Regions from separate parts of the Rattus norvegicus genome. Here region 1 is linked to region 2. The links are chromatin contacts, called in public Hi-C maps. All regions are on one chromosome and are shown on one strand. Each heading gives the region's core, a stretch centred on a gene start, on an enhancer-like site or on the middle of the called end of the contact. The rest is flanking DNA. Distances are from core to core; before and after follow the strand shown.

Region 1 (7,094 bases), core at 1,113-3,612, 88 kb before region 2:
ATAGAAAGAGTGGAAGAGAAATAAATGCATGCCCAACCTTTCTAGCCCAGTGTAAGGAAGGTAGTTATTATGAAGAAAACAGAAGATAAGAATGTTGGACCACATTGTTCCGAGAGGTGTGAGAGGTGCACCAGACCACCTTCCCCCCACTCCTGACCCACTTTAAAGATATAAAAATATCTCTTTCATCTCATTGTTTGGTCCCTGAAAAATGCCAGCAGTTCATTGATCTGCTAATTCACTCTAGTGGTCTTCCTTGATATATACTAATGTCACCTGTTAGAAGGGCGGAGAACTGATGCAACTGACTAATACCTTTATTAACGAACAATTAAAAGAAACATTGCAAAGCTCTCCCATCATGTCTGGCTTAAGCATTTTTTTAACAAGACAAATAACACACTGAAGATCTTTCCAACGAGTGTAGGAACTTACTTCCCTAACTAGTTTGTTCTTGGTTATAGGAAAAGCCTGTCTTCAGACAACATGGAACTTAGAACCACAAGCCCGTCCCGATGTTGCAATAAGTTTGGCCTTTGGAGATTGGAGCCAGTTCACTGAGGTGTGTTCTACAGCTGGAGATGAGTATCGGGTATAAAATGCACAGGCAATAATTGGGGGCAAATTTTAAGTCTTGGTGGCTTTTCCTGTGTTTGAACCAGTAAACTCGACATCTCCCCCACCCCCGAGTGGTGCTGTCTTTCTACCTTTTCGTCTCTTTCAGTCGCAGTGAGCTCACAGCAAAGAGGTCAATGCTGTGACCAGCTAGTTCTCTTTAGAACGCACTGCACAAACATGCTCCTCCTCAAACTGGCTCACCTCCTCAGCAGGGTCTAAGACAGGCTTGTGCAGTGCTGTGGTGCAGGGAACAGCCCGGCCTGGTGGGTTTCCTTCTGTATCTCACAACTGTAGCCTTTCAGAGCAGGAACTGAGGTTTCCTTCCTCAACGTTCCTCAAGCACTCCTGCAGACTTAGTATGATAGACACCTACTAAAGTCATGAGTGCACCCCATCTTCATGAGTGCACCCCATCTCAATGCCTTCTGCTCCTGGCTCTGATTGCCTCGTAGAGAAGATCTGGCCCCAAGAACAAAATGATCAGCCTGTCATCTCCACTTTTCACAGTTGATTAGTCCACCCCTGCCATCCTGGGGACCGTGAGTGAGACAGACGACCTTTCCCTCAGTGCACATCCAAGAATGTGTATTGAGTTTGGGACCACAAGTCATGGAGACGGAGCTAAGTAAGTCAGAAAATCTCCCTTCTCCTGAGAAACCGTATTTTAGGAGAATCCTACAGGACTGAGGACTATGAAGAGAGCTAAAGCAGAGCCAACATGGGCTAGTGAGAAGGGTCAGAGGGTAGAGGCACTTACTGTCAGGGCTGATAACCTGAGTTCTGTCCCCAGAAGCCGTCCCACAAGTTGTCCTCTGACAATCACCATTCTGTGGCATGCTCCCCACTCCCACTTCCACACAGCCTCACCGACCGCATCAACACACACACACACACACACACACACACACACACACACACGCATACGCACGCGAGCGCGCGCGCACGCACACACACACACACACACACACACACGAAAAAAATGTATGATTAAAAAGCAAAAACAAGACTGACTGGCAGAGGGTGTCTGCTTAGTTAGGTAGTCAGTGATGTTTTGTTTGAAACAGTGATGTCAGCTCGGCTGTGAATGACAAGACAGATAGCTATCCCCCTTGAAATATTAAATTGCTATTATTCTGATGGCAGAGCCATTGACAGAAAACTCAAGCTTCGGAACCCGACCCTTGGAGGCTCTCTGAGAGCCAAAATGCATAAGTGGGCTGGACTTAGGCCGCCGCACATACGTAGCAGATGTGCAGCTCGTTCTTCATGTGGGTCCCCCAACGACTGGAGTGGGGGCTGTCCCTAAAGCTGTTCTCTGTCTGTGGATTCCGTTCCCACAACTGGGCTGCCTTCTCTGGCCTCAGTGGGAGAGGATGAGCCTAGCCCTGCAGAGACTGGACGTGCCACGGGGGACGGAGGGAGGGCGGTATAGCCAGGGGTGGGAGGGATTATGCGGGTGAGGGGGAGGACTGGCAAGAGTGGGGGAGTTCAACGATAAGGATGTAAAGTGAATAAAAAAATAAATGGGGGGAAAAACATACTGGTTTGTGCTGCTTGTGCTGCAGTTCCCTCTTTCACTTGGTTTCCTTTTCTTCCTGGTTCGTTTTTCTTTACCTAAACGACTGCTGCAGCGCTCGCTCTCATTGGTGGAAGATTCCAGCCCCACCCACCGTTTCTCCACACCAAGTCCTAAATCCTTGGAGCGTAATTGAAGGAGTGGCGAGAGTGGGCGTGTCATCGGAGGTGACGTTTCCGGAAGCTCCGACTGTCATCCTTCAGGAAAGGTGGGAAGGGTCCCGGGAATGCTGCGGGACTGGGGATCCTGGCGCGGTGGGACCCCGCGGGGAGAGGCCGTGTGTGTGGGGTCCATGTCCCTGGCCCCGGCCGGCCGCGCGCGAGCTCCGGGATGGCCCTGTCTTCAGGGCTGGCTCCTGACCAGCCAGGCCTGTTCTCAACACTCCTTGCATTTTCGAGAAAACTGAGTGCCTTCTAGATGGGCGCTGCCAGCAGTTACTGCTGGATCCGATGCACAAGCTCGGCAGGGTTGCTGAACCCTATGTTGTCCCGAACCACTCGATGGCTTCTGGGGGATAGTCCCTTCTTTACCCACAAGTGCCTCTCTCTCGAGGTGCCTGGCATCCCATTCCAATGAGCTACTCTGGGCTGTGCCCAGTTCGGCGGTTAGGGACACGGGCAGGTTTATACTCACAATGCTCCCACACCCCTAGCAGCCCCCAACTTTTACTAGAAAAGGGAGTTTAGTGGGGAAACTTCATGGACAAAATGCCACCCCAAAGTTAAAGCAAGCTAAGCAGAATTGGCCTAGAGAAAAAAATCTCTGAGGACAGGTGAGTAGAACTCAGAAAAACAACAGCTAAACGAACCACTGTAATCTGCGGTTCCGGGGGTTAGGGGGTGGGGGACAGATGGGAATCCTGACTGAGGAATAAGGAATAAGATGGAAAAAACAAGACCTCTGAAACCTAAGACGAGTGTATTCTAGAACAGGCTGGCTAGGGTGTGCCGTTATCCAGTGCACATGGACAACCCCATTTCACCCCGGATTATGTGCAATGATGGTGTCACAGAGCCCAGAAGCAACATCTAGGAAGACTGTAAATTCCTGGAGTTTGGGCATCAATGAGTAGGAACTCCTAGAGAGTCCCACCCCAACTGAGGTACTGTCACTCAGCCGTGCAAGCCCTGCTTGGCTTGTGGAGACAAGTATACTTTGATGCTTCCAGGTACTAACTACCTAGCCCCGAAAACGGTGACTGTGATGGACTGAAGTGAAGGGTGGTTTAGTGAGCAGAGTTGGTAATATTCGCCCTAGAAAGGACCCCCTCCCATTAACCTCATGTTCAAATCTGAGGAAGTATATCCTGGTAAATACCACCATTTATTCTCTATGAGATGAAATGGTCAGTGTGAATTCACCAGGCAGTCTTTTTTTTTTTAACATTTATTTATTTATTTATTATGTATACATCATACAGCTTTCTGCCTGGCAGGTCAGAAGAGGGCACCAGACCTGATTATAGATGGTTGTGAGCCACCATGTGGTTGCTGGGAATTGAACTCAGGACCTCTGGAAGAGCAGACTGTGCTCTTAACCTCTGAGCCATCTCTCCAGCCCCTCACCAGGCAGTCTTCATGAGGGTGCAGTGAACACACTCTGCCAGGTACTGGGTAAATGGAAGTGGGTATCTGCACAGAGAAATGAGTAGAAGATATTTCTTAGCCCTACGGTGGGCTTCCTACTGAAACTGAGGGAGCCACAGGGCCATCCACAGTGCTGTTAACAGCTGCATTCCTTGCAGGGTCGAATTGCAGGACGAGGGTTTGTTTTTGATTTTTTTTTTTTTTTGTTGTTTTTTGGTTTTTTTTTTTTTTGGTTCTTTTTTTCGGAGCTGGGGACTGAACCCAGGGCCTTGCGCTTCCTAGGTAAGCGCTCTACCACTGAGCTAAATCCCCAGTCCCTGTTTTTGTTTTTTTTAACCTGTCAGTCCTCAAATCAAGATCTGGTTGTTCTTGAAGCCAGGAAGGATAATTTGTTGATAAGAGCCATTGTATGTAGTGTTTTATTTTCACTAATGTTTTGTTTGTCCGTTTTGTTTTTGTTTTGAGACGGGGCCTTTCTAAGTAGCCTTGGCTGTCCTGAAACTTGCTATGTAATCTAGACTGGTCTGGAACTCGGAGATCTAACCTGTCTCTGTGATCCTCAAGTAATAGGATTAAAGGTGTGCTACACCATGCCTGCCTCTTTCTAACTTCTTGGGAAGTTTGTGATACGCTCATCCTGTGCTAGACCACTGGGAAGCTGTGACCTTGACGTTGATGTTACCTGTTTTCTCTCTTCTGTCTCAGAACTCATCGGTCCAATGTCTGACCATGCAGATGTGAGCCTCCCACCCCAAGACCGGGTGAGGATTCTGTCGCAACTCGGTAGTGCAGTTGAGTTAAATGAAGACATTCCGCCCCGTCGCTACTTTCGTTCCGGTGTTGAGATCATCCGCATGGCATCCATTTACTCTGAAGAAGGCAACATTGAACATGCCTTTATCCTCTACAACAAGTACATCACGTAAGACACCTGCAGTTCTCTTTTTGGGTCCTGCGACTGAGATCTCTTGTATTCTGCCCCTGTGGTTCTCAGAGTTGCTGACACTAGGGTGCGTGACAATGTCAACCACTGATCGGTTCCAGAGACCTTCCACATGTGAGTTGTCCTTGCCATTGAAAGGCACAGGGACAGAAGGTGGTGTTATTTGAGTTTCATGAGTAGAAGACTTGTTGGTTCTCAGTCTGTGACCACAAGTCCCAGCTGTTAGACAAAGGAGCTGGCCATTAAGCAGGATGTGTCCGCACTGTTGAGTGTCCCGACTGCCCTTTCTCTGCTCGGGCAGGCAGTTACAGGATCACTGCTGGTGTGTAACAGAGCCCAGATTCCTGTACTCATCATGTGCCTTTGGAGTGGCATGAGATAGAGGTTTCCTTCTTAGCCACCACCGTAGTCACAGCCTACAGGAGACGATGGACCATTTGCTGTCCGTGTGACTCAAGCACAGTGAGACCTTTCCTGAGCTGTCCATTCACCATACTTGGGTGGGCAGCATAAATACATGATTTCGAGGCCATCACCAGGGGAACGATTCCCTAAGCTCCAGCGACAGGAGCGGTGTGTGGTCGAGGGAGGGGATGATGTGGCAGAGGTCTTGCTTGTCGATTCTAGTCATAAGTTTAGTACGACGGGACCTGAAAAGTTGCTGGTAACGCAGAGGAGCTTGGGGGCTCAGGAGAGGTCTCCCTGGGATCTTTTCATTGATCTTCACTGGCGCTGGGTGCTAAGTAGGTGCTTCACCCTCCGGCTCTGTCCTACAGAGGAACAAACTGGGACTTAAGGAGGAGCCTGGGTTTCAGTTTGCAGTGACACCTCCACGGTTTTGCAGCTCCTGTTTCAGGTTTCTGTCCAGAGCATGTTTTTTGTTTTTTGTTTTTTGTTTTTTTTCCATTTAGTCTTAGAAAAGGCAGTCTCTAGAGACCATAATAAACCTCCCTCCACTTTCTTCTCCCTACAAGAGACACTCTTACCAGCCCCACGTGTGTCCTCCCAGACACAGGCACAGCAGTCATCTCACACCGAGTTTATCAGTCAGTACACGACTCTCGCTGAGCTTCTCGTCAGTCCCTTCAAGCACGGCTCTGACACTGCAGGGACTGCTTGGTCCTGTCCTTGATCTGAGTGTTGAAGGAGGTTAGCAGCACCCCTGGTTTGTGCCCACTAGGTGCCAGTAGCACCCCTCCTCTAGCTTTGGCAAACTTCAGCGTCTAGATTTTTTCCAGTTATTTTTGTTTGTTTCTTTGTGTACAAGAAAAGATGGCTAGCTAGGTTTGGATCACTAGTTTTACTTTGCCAAACCCTGTTGTAGGCAGGTTGGTGTTTGTTTGCTCGTATGGGGATTTTGGTGTTTTGAGTGTTTTTTGGTTTTGTTTTTCAGATTTTTTTAGGTTTTGGGAGGGGTGGGGATTTTTGGTTTTTAGGGTTTTTTTTTTTTTTTTTTTTTTAAAGACAGGATCTCTCTACATAGCTATGGCTGTTCTAGAACTCACTATATAAATCAAGCTTGACACACAGATGCTCCTTCCCCTTACTACTAGGATTAAAGATGTTCGCCACCACACCCAGCTTAGACAGCTCTTTGTAGAAACTCAGGTAAGATACAAAGTAAAATAATGAGGAAGTCACTGAATGGAGATAAGAATCATGAAAGCGCTGTATTTTTTTTTTTTTTTTTTTTTTTGGTTCTTTTTTTTCGGAGCTGGGGACCGAACCCAGGGCCTTGCGCTTCCTAGGTAAGCGCTCTACCACTGAGCTAAATCCCCAGCCCCAAAAGCGCTGTATTTTTAGGGCGGCAAATTCTAGAGCATGTTTTCCCATAAAGAAAAGATCCTGTGAAAAAGTGGAGGCTAATGGTCCGAAAGAGAGTGTCAACTGTGACAAGCTCCTAAGAAACAGAACCAGATGTATCAATGCTGTTAAGGTCCGTGGAGGGCTGCAGATGCAGCTCAGCGATACAGAATCTGTCCCATGTGGCTCACCCTGGGTCTGGTCCCCAACACCACCACCAACAGTAACAGCCACAATAATAAGACTAACGGATGCTTAAGAAATTGGTTCTTATCTTTTTATTCATGACCTGGTGTTACCCTGAATGACAAATGTCAGTGTTAGTGGTGAGGCTAACATGGGGCGGGGTATCTGTCCGTGTCCATGGTGAGCTAGGCCTGGGGCAGAGTTATGGATGGGGGCATGCGTTTCATTTGCTGGATTCGTTGGCTTTAGGATTTGATTTGGGACTGTGTTGTGTTGACTAAGCCTGAAGCCACAGATGCAGCTACCTTCGTTGGTCTGGCACCTGCATTCCACACCCTGATTCTGAGCCTGCGAAATGACAAGCGGGTGGCAGCTGAGAAGT
Region 2 (6,250 bases), core at 424-2,923:
GTGGGCAAACTCAAATCCCTGGGTCTGGGCATGGGTGGTAGCTGAGCAGATCAGCCTGCTGGCCCTCCCACATCTGCACCTCCCTGAGGCTCTCCAGCCCTGCTCAGGTTAGGCCACCCAGTGCTGCCATCAGCAGGAGGCAGGGTCAGCTTTCCTACTGCCATGCCCTCAGAGCCAGCTCCATGGTGCCATCCAGGCAAGCGCGAGGCCCACTCTCCCAAGGGCTGGGACAGCTGTCCAGCTCATACCCATCAGGACAGCTCCACTGTGCTGCTCTGGCAAGGCAAGACCAGCTCTTCTGCTCTCATGGCCTCGAGGACAGCTCTCCCAACTACTGCAGGTAGCAAGGGGTAAGGGGGCAAAAGAAATAGGGGTTTTTTTGGGGGGAGGGACGATATTTTTTAAATCAGATTGTTAAGGGCTGATAGGAACTAGGATAGTTAAGAGGTTTTAAGCTTGAAACAAGCCAGTTACTGATGTTCCTACTTCTTTCCCACTCCTGACTTCCTTTCCACTTCCCTTTCTTCCTCCACCCCAACCCCTCACTCAATAATTCCATCCAGGTATATCTTTGCGAAGAATCTGTTTGAAAATGGCTCCCTCAGTGACGTCGAATGGCACATCTATCAGGACTGGCACTCCTTCCTCCTGCAGGAGTTTGAAGACCGGCTTTTGTTACATGGCTTCATCTACCTCCAGGCTTCTCCCCAGGTAACTCTGAGCCTGAAAACCTTAGGTTTCACTTGGTGAAACTGAAAGCTGAGAGGTGATGGTGTTATACCCCTCAATCCCAGCGTGAGGAAGGTGGATCTTGGTGAGTTAGGGGCCAGCCTGGTCTGCGGATTGAGTTCCAGGACAGCCAGCGCTACCCAGAGAAACCCTCTCAGAAAAGAAAAAAAGTAATCACACTTAGTGTCTATACTGTTTGGGGATTTGTTTTGTTTTGTTTAAAAACCTAAAGAAATACAACTTGTGGTTTCTTGGTTGGAGAAGTTAGTTTCCAGACCTTACCCAGCACAGAGAGTGTAGATATATACCAATATTCCGGTACTGAACCCATCTCCCAGGGGCCTTCGCAGCTATAGTTGTAGCGGTGTGCTCAAACAGTTGCCTGTGTAGAAGTAACCGTGTTGGTGAAGAAACAGGCTAGAACAAACTGCATTGTTTTTACAGCTCCAGGTCTGCAGGTTGGGAACACGCAGATCTGTGGCCACTGCCATATGTACTGTTCCCTTCCTGTGTTGGGTCATCTGAGGCTTCAGTGGTACCTTTTGTTTTCTGACTAGGATATGGGGAAGGAAGGAATGTTTCCTCTCTTCATCCTAAATTGTTGCCCACAGTTTGGTCCTTGAGAAGTCCCTCGGGCAGGCAAACGGTAGACATGCCCCCTGGCTCTGATTCTGTAACTTGAACTTGGGACCAGCATGGCCCATGGGATGATGTCATGGCGGGAGCCCTCTGGAGACAGCCCTGGCCCTTGGCTCTGCTGACTGGCAGTGACCTTGACTAGACCCTAGAAGAGTTTCCACTGAGGGTCTTTGTCTGTAAAGGAGAGCTCTGGAGAGACGTGGAGGGCAGCATTCCCAGTCAGCGATACTGCTGTCAGCTTGTGAGAGACACTTTGCAAGTATGGTCAGATGCCAAGTACACCCATTGTTGCAGAAAGCAAGCCAGCTGTCCACAGGCAGGGGCTGAGGTTGTGGACAGAAGGGAGCCTGGGAGCACACTGAGCAGAGTCGGAGAATAAGTGAAAGAGATCCTGTCATGTCACATTGCCTGGGCCCCATAGTGAAGACCAGAAGGAAGGCGCGGCCAGGAGAGGGGCTTCTAAGTGCAGCTGGGACTGGACTTGTGTGTTCTTGCCTTTTTTACCTTTTTAAAAAGTGTTTGTTTGTTTGTTTGTTTGTTTGTTTGTTTGTTTGTTTGTTGAGACATGGTCTCACAATGTAGCTATGACTGTACTGGAGCTCACTATGTAGATAGGACTCAGATTCAGACTCATAGACTCTGCCTGCCTCTGCCTCCCAGGTGCTAGGGTTAAGGGTGTGCCCCACCACAACCTGGCTGCATTTCTTTCTTTCCTTCTTTCTCTCTCTCTCTCTCTCTCTCCCTCCCTCCCTCCCTCCCTCCCTTCCTTCCTTCCTTTTTCTTCATTTTAGATTTATTTATTTATTTTATGTATATAAGTACACTGTAATCCCGGAAGAGGACAATTGGATTCCATTACGATGGTTGTAAACTATCATGTGGTTGCTGGGAATTGAACTCAGGACCCCTGAAAGCAGTCAGTGCCACTGAGGCATCTTCTCTCCAATCCCACATTTTTTTTCTAATACGACATTTCCTCTTGCAGTAACTAACTCCACTTCTGTCTTTCCATCCTTCCATGGATTTCAGGGATGGAACTTAAGTCACTGGTCCTTCTTCGCTAGAATGTGATGCTATCTTGCCAGCCCCATCAGGACTTTGTGGTATGGGGAGTTCCTAGATTATAAAGTAGAAGTTAGATCACAGCAAGGAGTAAGATTGTCTAGATAAAGTTTCAGGTCCAAATAAAATTGAACTAGATATTCAAAAGATTTAAGGGCTGAGAAGACTCTTCTGTGGACTGATTTAGCCAGCGGAGACACAGACCTACGCTTTCAGTGGTCTTTCCTGCTCAGGAGGAACAGAGGCACATTGTAAGGCTAGTGACTTCACAGGCAGACAACAGTCCCTGGGAGGAGCAGAGGAGCCAGCTGAGTCCTTCCTGGGAGTAAAATAGATCTGTTGGCTTTTTGATTCTGTGTTATGGAGGTTGGACTCAAACCCTGAGATCCATAAAGCAAGCAAGTCTCCCTTACCTTCCTTCTTAATGTCCTTTGAGGGGCCTGTCTGAAGTGGCAGGGTGGTGGTGGTAATAGTGATTGTCACTGAGGGCTCGTTTGTCCCTTTGGAGAGACTAATTGAAGTGTTTCATCTCATAGTGAGACTTTTTGGAATAGTTTGAGATTTAAATGCTGTTTGGATGATGTTAGATAAAGGAACCCAAGAATGCCAGAGGATGAACAGGACACACATTCAAGCCAGTGCCCAGCACAGCTCTTTAGACTCCTGCAGACACTGGCTTTAGAGTGTGGGATGGGCTCCAGGCCCTGTCTACCTATCCTCCCCTTAAATTCAAGGAAGCTGGCAATCACAATAATAATAATTGGAGGAGAGATGGCTGGAATCAAGAAGAGAGAGAGTGGCTGGCCATGTGCCTCAGGATGCCCATCCCTGTCTGGGACAGTGAAGTGTGGGCAGGATGTTGGGGGTGGGGGGGATGCTGCATGGGAACAAGTGTCACCTGAGCTCCAGGCTAGAGGGTGTAGTAAGCAGAGCCTTCCACAGTCACAGCCTAGCAGATCAGGAAGCTTGGCCACAGGGTTCCTGCCACTTCTCCCCACACATCCTCCCTTCAGTCTGCTGTGTGCTCCCATGTGCACCGGAATGAAGTGGGGCCAGGATAAAACTGTCCCACAGGATCATTTTAAAATAATTCATTATAATCCTGTCAGTAAAGTAAGAATTATGCCAATATTCAAAATAGAACCTTGCCTAGACTTTAGAGGGAAGAAAAGTTTGCTCAGTTTAGCAAATAATGAAAAGGGAACTGCTAACTGATGTTAATAGATGCAGGCAGGTGTCAGTGGTTGTCTGTAGTCAATGGAGGATACATATAAATAGCTTTTGCAAGAATTGTTCTGTCCTTGTGTGTATTTGAAAGTATTATATTTTTAAAATGTTCATTTATTCCAATTCAAAACATATTTTTCTCTCAGGGGAAAAATTAAGTAACTTAGCTGAAGCTGCTCACTTGTGGGAATGCAGCATGGTTAACCTCTGGGAGGCAGTTAGGCAGTTGTAGTAGGAAGAGCTCACGCCTTTTGCCCTGTTAATCCTGGTGCTTACAGTTGAGTCCATAGATACGCTGGCACACGGACAGGCTACCCTGTTACACTGGAGATGACCCAAGTGCTTATTAGAGAGGCCTGGCCGAGTGTTCTCTGCTGTAAAACAGAGTACTGTACTGGGGGGTTTTCTTTGTTGCCACCTTTTTGTGACAAGATCTCATCACTCCATAGCCTAGCTGGCTTAGAACTCACTAGAAATACTCAGGTTTCTGCCACCCAGGGCTAGATTCATGGGTGTGAACCATGCTAAGTGAGAACAGTGAACCACGGTTAAGTGAGAAGCAAAGCGTAAGTGCGGGGTATGCTGTGGGGTATGCCGTGGAATATTCTGTCTCCTTTTCAGACGATGGCATAAAGCACGTGTGTGCATGAACTGCTGCCGAAAGCCCAGTCACAGCGCTGGGAGGGGGCGGGGGATCCGAGGTCCAGAGTCTGTGGGAAAACATGCACTGCAGAGCTCCAGGTCAGCCCAGAGCACACCTACAACTACCTCAAGAAATAAAGTCAAAGAAGATAAAACTCGACAAGCAGTGGGGAGTAAAGGTGCTAAAGAGAAATTGTGTCGTTTCATTTCCTTAAGGGAAAGATGGGGCATAGGGGCTGGGAAGGGGGAGTCCTAAGTCAATGGGTTAATCAACCCACACTTTGAGGACAGTTGACATTGAATAAGGAAGTATTTGACCAGGCAGAAAGAGAAACAAGGGCAATTCAGGCAAAACAAACATTTGGAGCAGAGGTTTTGAAGTGTGAAGGAGCCTGGCTTGTCCCACGGGAAGGAGGCCAAATCTGGCTGAAGCAGTGAGCAGGGGAGGGACTAAGGAAGTTGAGGACAAGTTCCGTGGCCTTATGTGCTGTGGGAAGGAATCACGGTTCTCAGAGGCAGAGGAGAGCTCTGTAGGGGCGGGGAGAGAGGCCTTAGGGTCAATGAGTTTCACTTCATTTTGTGTTACCTTTGACTTATGCAGATGTTCAGTCTACTCCAGAGTGAGTGCTTGATCTAGAGATGTTTCAAATTGCTTATCTCTGTATAAGTAGAGTGGCACTCACTAGCCAGGCACAGTGCTGCATCCTATAATCCACCACCTGGAAAGCTGAGGCAGGAGGATGGCAAGTTGATAACTTCTTGAAGTCTGGTTATGAGAGCCTGTGGAGCAAAGTATTTTAAGCAGGGGCTCAAGAACCATAGAAGGCGGGGTTGGGGATTTAGCTCAGTGGTAGAGCGCTTGCCTAGCATGCGCAAGGCCCTGGGTTCGGTCCCCAGCTCTGAGAAAAAAGAAAAAAAAAAAAAAGAAGAACCATAGAAGGCTGGAGTGAGGGGCAAACTGGAAGGGCAGAATGGCTCCTGGCAATCCTAGTTAACGTGCCTTACCTCAGAGCAGTCTCAGCTACTTGCAGGTGGGTGGAGGATGAAGAAGAGGCAGCCCCCCGAAACTGCTTGCCCTGCACATGATAGCCGACTCTAAGGCCCGCGCTCTCTCCATGCAGCAGGCCCTTGAAGTGTCCAGGTGAGAGGCATGAGTGAGCACCAAGGCAGAGGTGAGAGGACAGGGCCAGCTGGAGAAATTAGAATCTCCTGGCTTGGGAGGAAGAGAAAGAAGGGTAGTTTCAGGCTCCAGTGTGGCTGGCTGGTGTTTGCCATTACCCAGCTGAGGCTACTCCAAGGAAGAGCAGTCTGAGGCAGAGGTGGACAGCATGGTACCAGTGCTCTGAGCAGGAAAACAAGGCAGCAGGTGCAGTCTCGAGCTGTGGCACCAACAAGGACATACTTTGTGGGTTGTTTGGCCCTGTAAGACTGAACTGTAACAGCAGGGGCATTGTCTTTTAGGTTTGCATGGAAAGACTGTGTCAGAGGGGCAGAGAAGAAGAGAAAGGGATTGAGTTGGCCTATCTTAAACAGCTACATGGGCAACATGAAGACTGGTTTATTAACAAGACTACCAAGTAAGTATGTAACAGACAGACCATGCTGAGCACAACCTTAGCTCAGGGCGGGACGGCAAGGATGCGGGTAGATGTGGCCAGCATCTCTCAGTTAGATGGCATATGGAATAGAACCCATTGGTCCCAAGAGACATCGGTTGGAGTCTCTCTCCCTCCTTTCCTCCCTTCCTTTCTTTTCTCTGGATTGTGACAAATGCTTGTCATGATTGGCTCAGGATGCAGGACTGGAGTTGTTTAGAAAAATGTGCATTTTGATTGACATTTGTAGGGTCTGCCTGACCTCTCTCAGGCTTGGGTTGCTCTCGTGTTTGAATGCCGACCTCAGTAGCAGTCTGAAGACTAGGGATCCGCTTCTGCCTTCCACTTTGCAGGCT

What was found. Hi-C and Micro-C count contacts between places; a contact is called where the count stands out from the background.
Region 1: a Hi-C map of Schwann cells shows a contact between it and region 2, with 2.7 times the contacts expected there. The contact joins the promoter of Stambp here to the enhancer-like site in region 2. A contact is called at or near these places in 2 of 12 Hi-C or Micro-C datasets (the A7r5 cell line and Schwann cells).

Annotation. Positions count from the first base shown.
Region 1 is chr4:117,633,488-117,640,581 of GRCr8, reverse strand. It overlaps Stambp (Stam binding protein), which reads left to right and starts at 2,362. Exons shown (of 11, transcript NM_138531.2): 1 at 2,362-2,402; 2 at 3,630-3,800; 3 at 4,486-4,702. The coding sequence starts at 4,500.
Region 2 is chr4:117,546,069-117,552,318 of GRCr8, reverse strand. Dguok (deoxyguanosine kinase) reads left to right here. Exons shown (of 7, transcript NM_001106602.1): 4 at 564-711; 5 at 5,761-5,876. Among named protein-coding and RNA genes, the nearest start is that of Dguok, 23 kb to the left of the region's middle. Within about 2 kb of position 1,673, at least 8 of the 93 cell types and tissues checked have an H3K27ac peak or open chromatin away from gene starts, as enhancers often do. A contact at or near this core is called in Schwann cells, where this site is marked.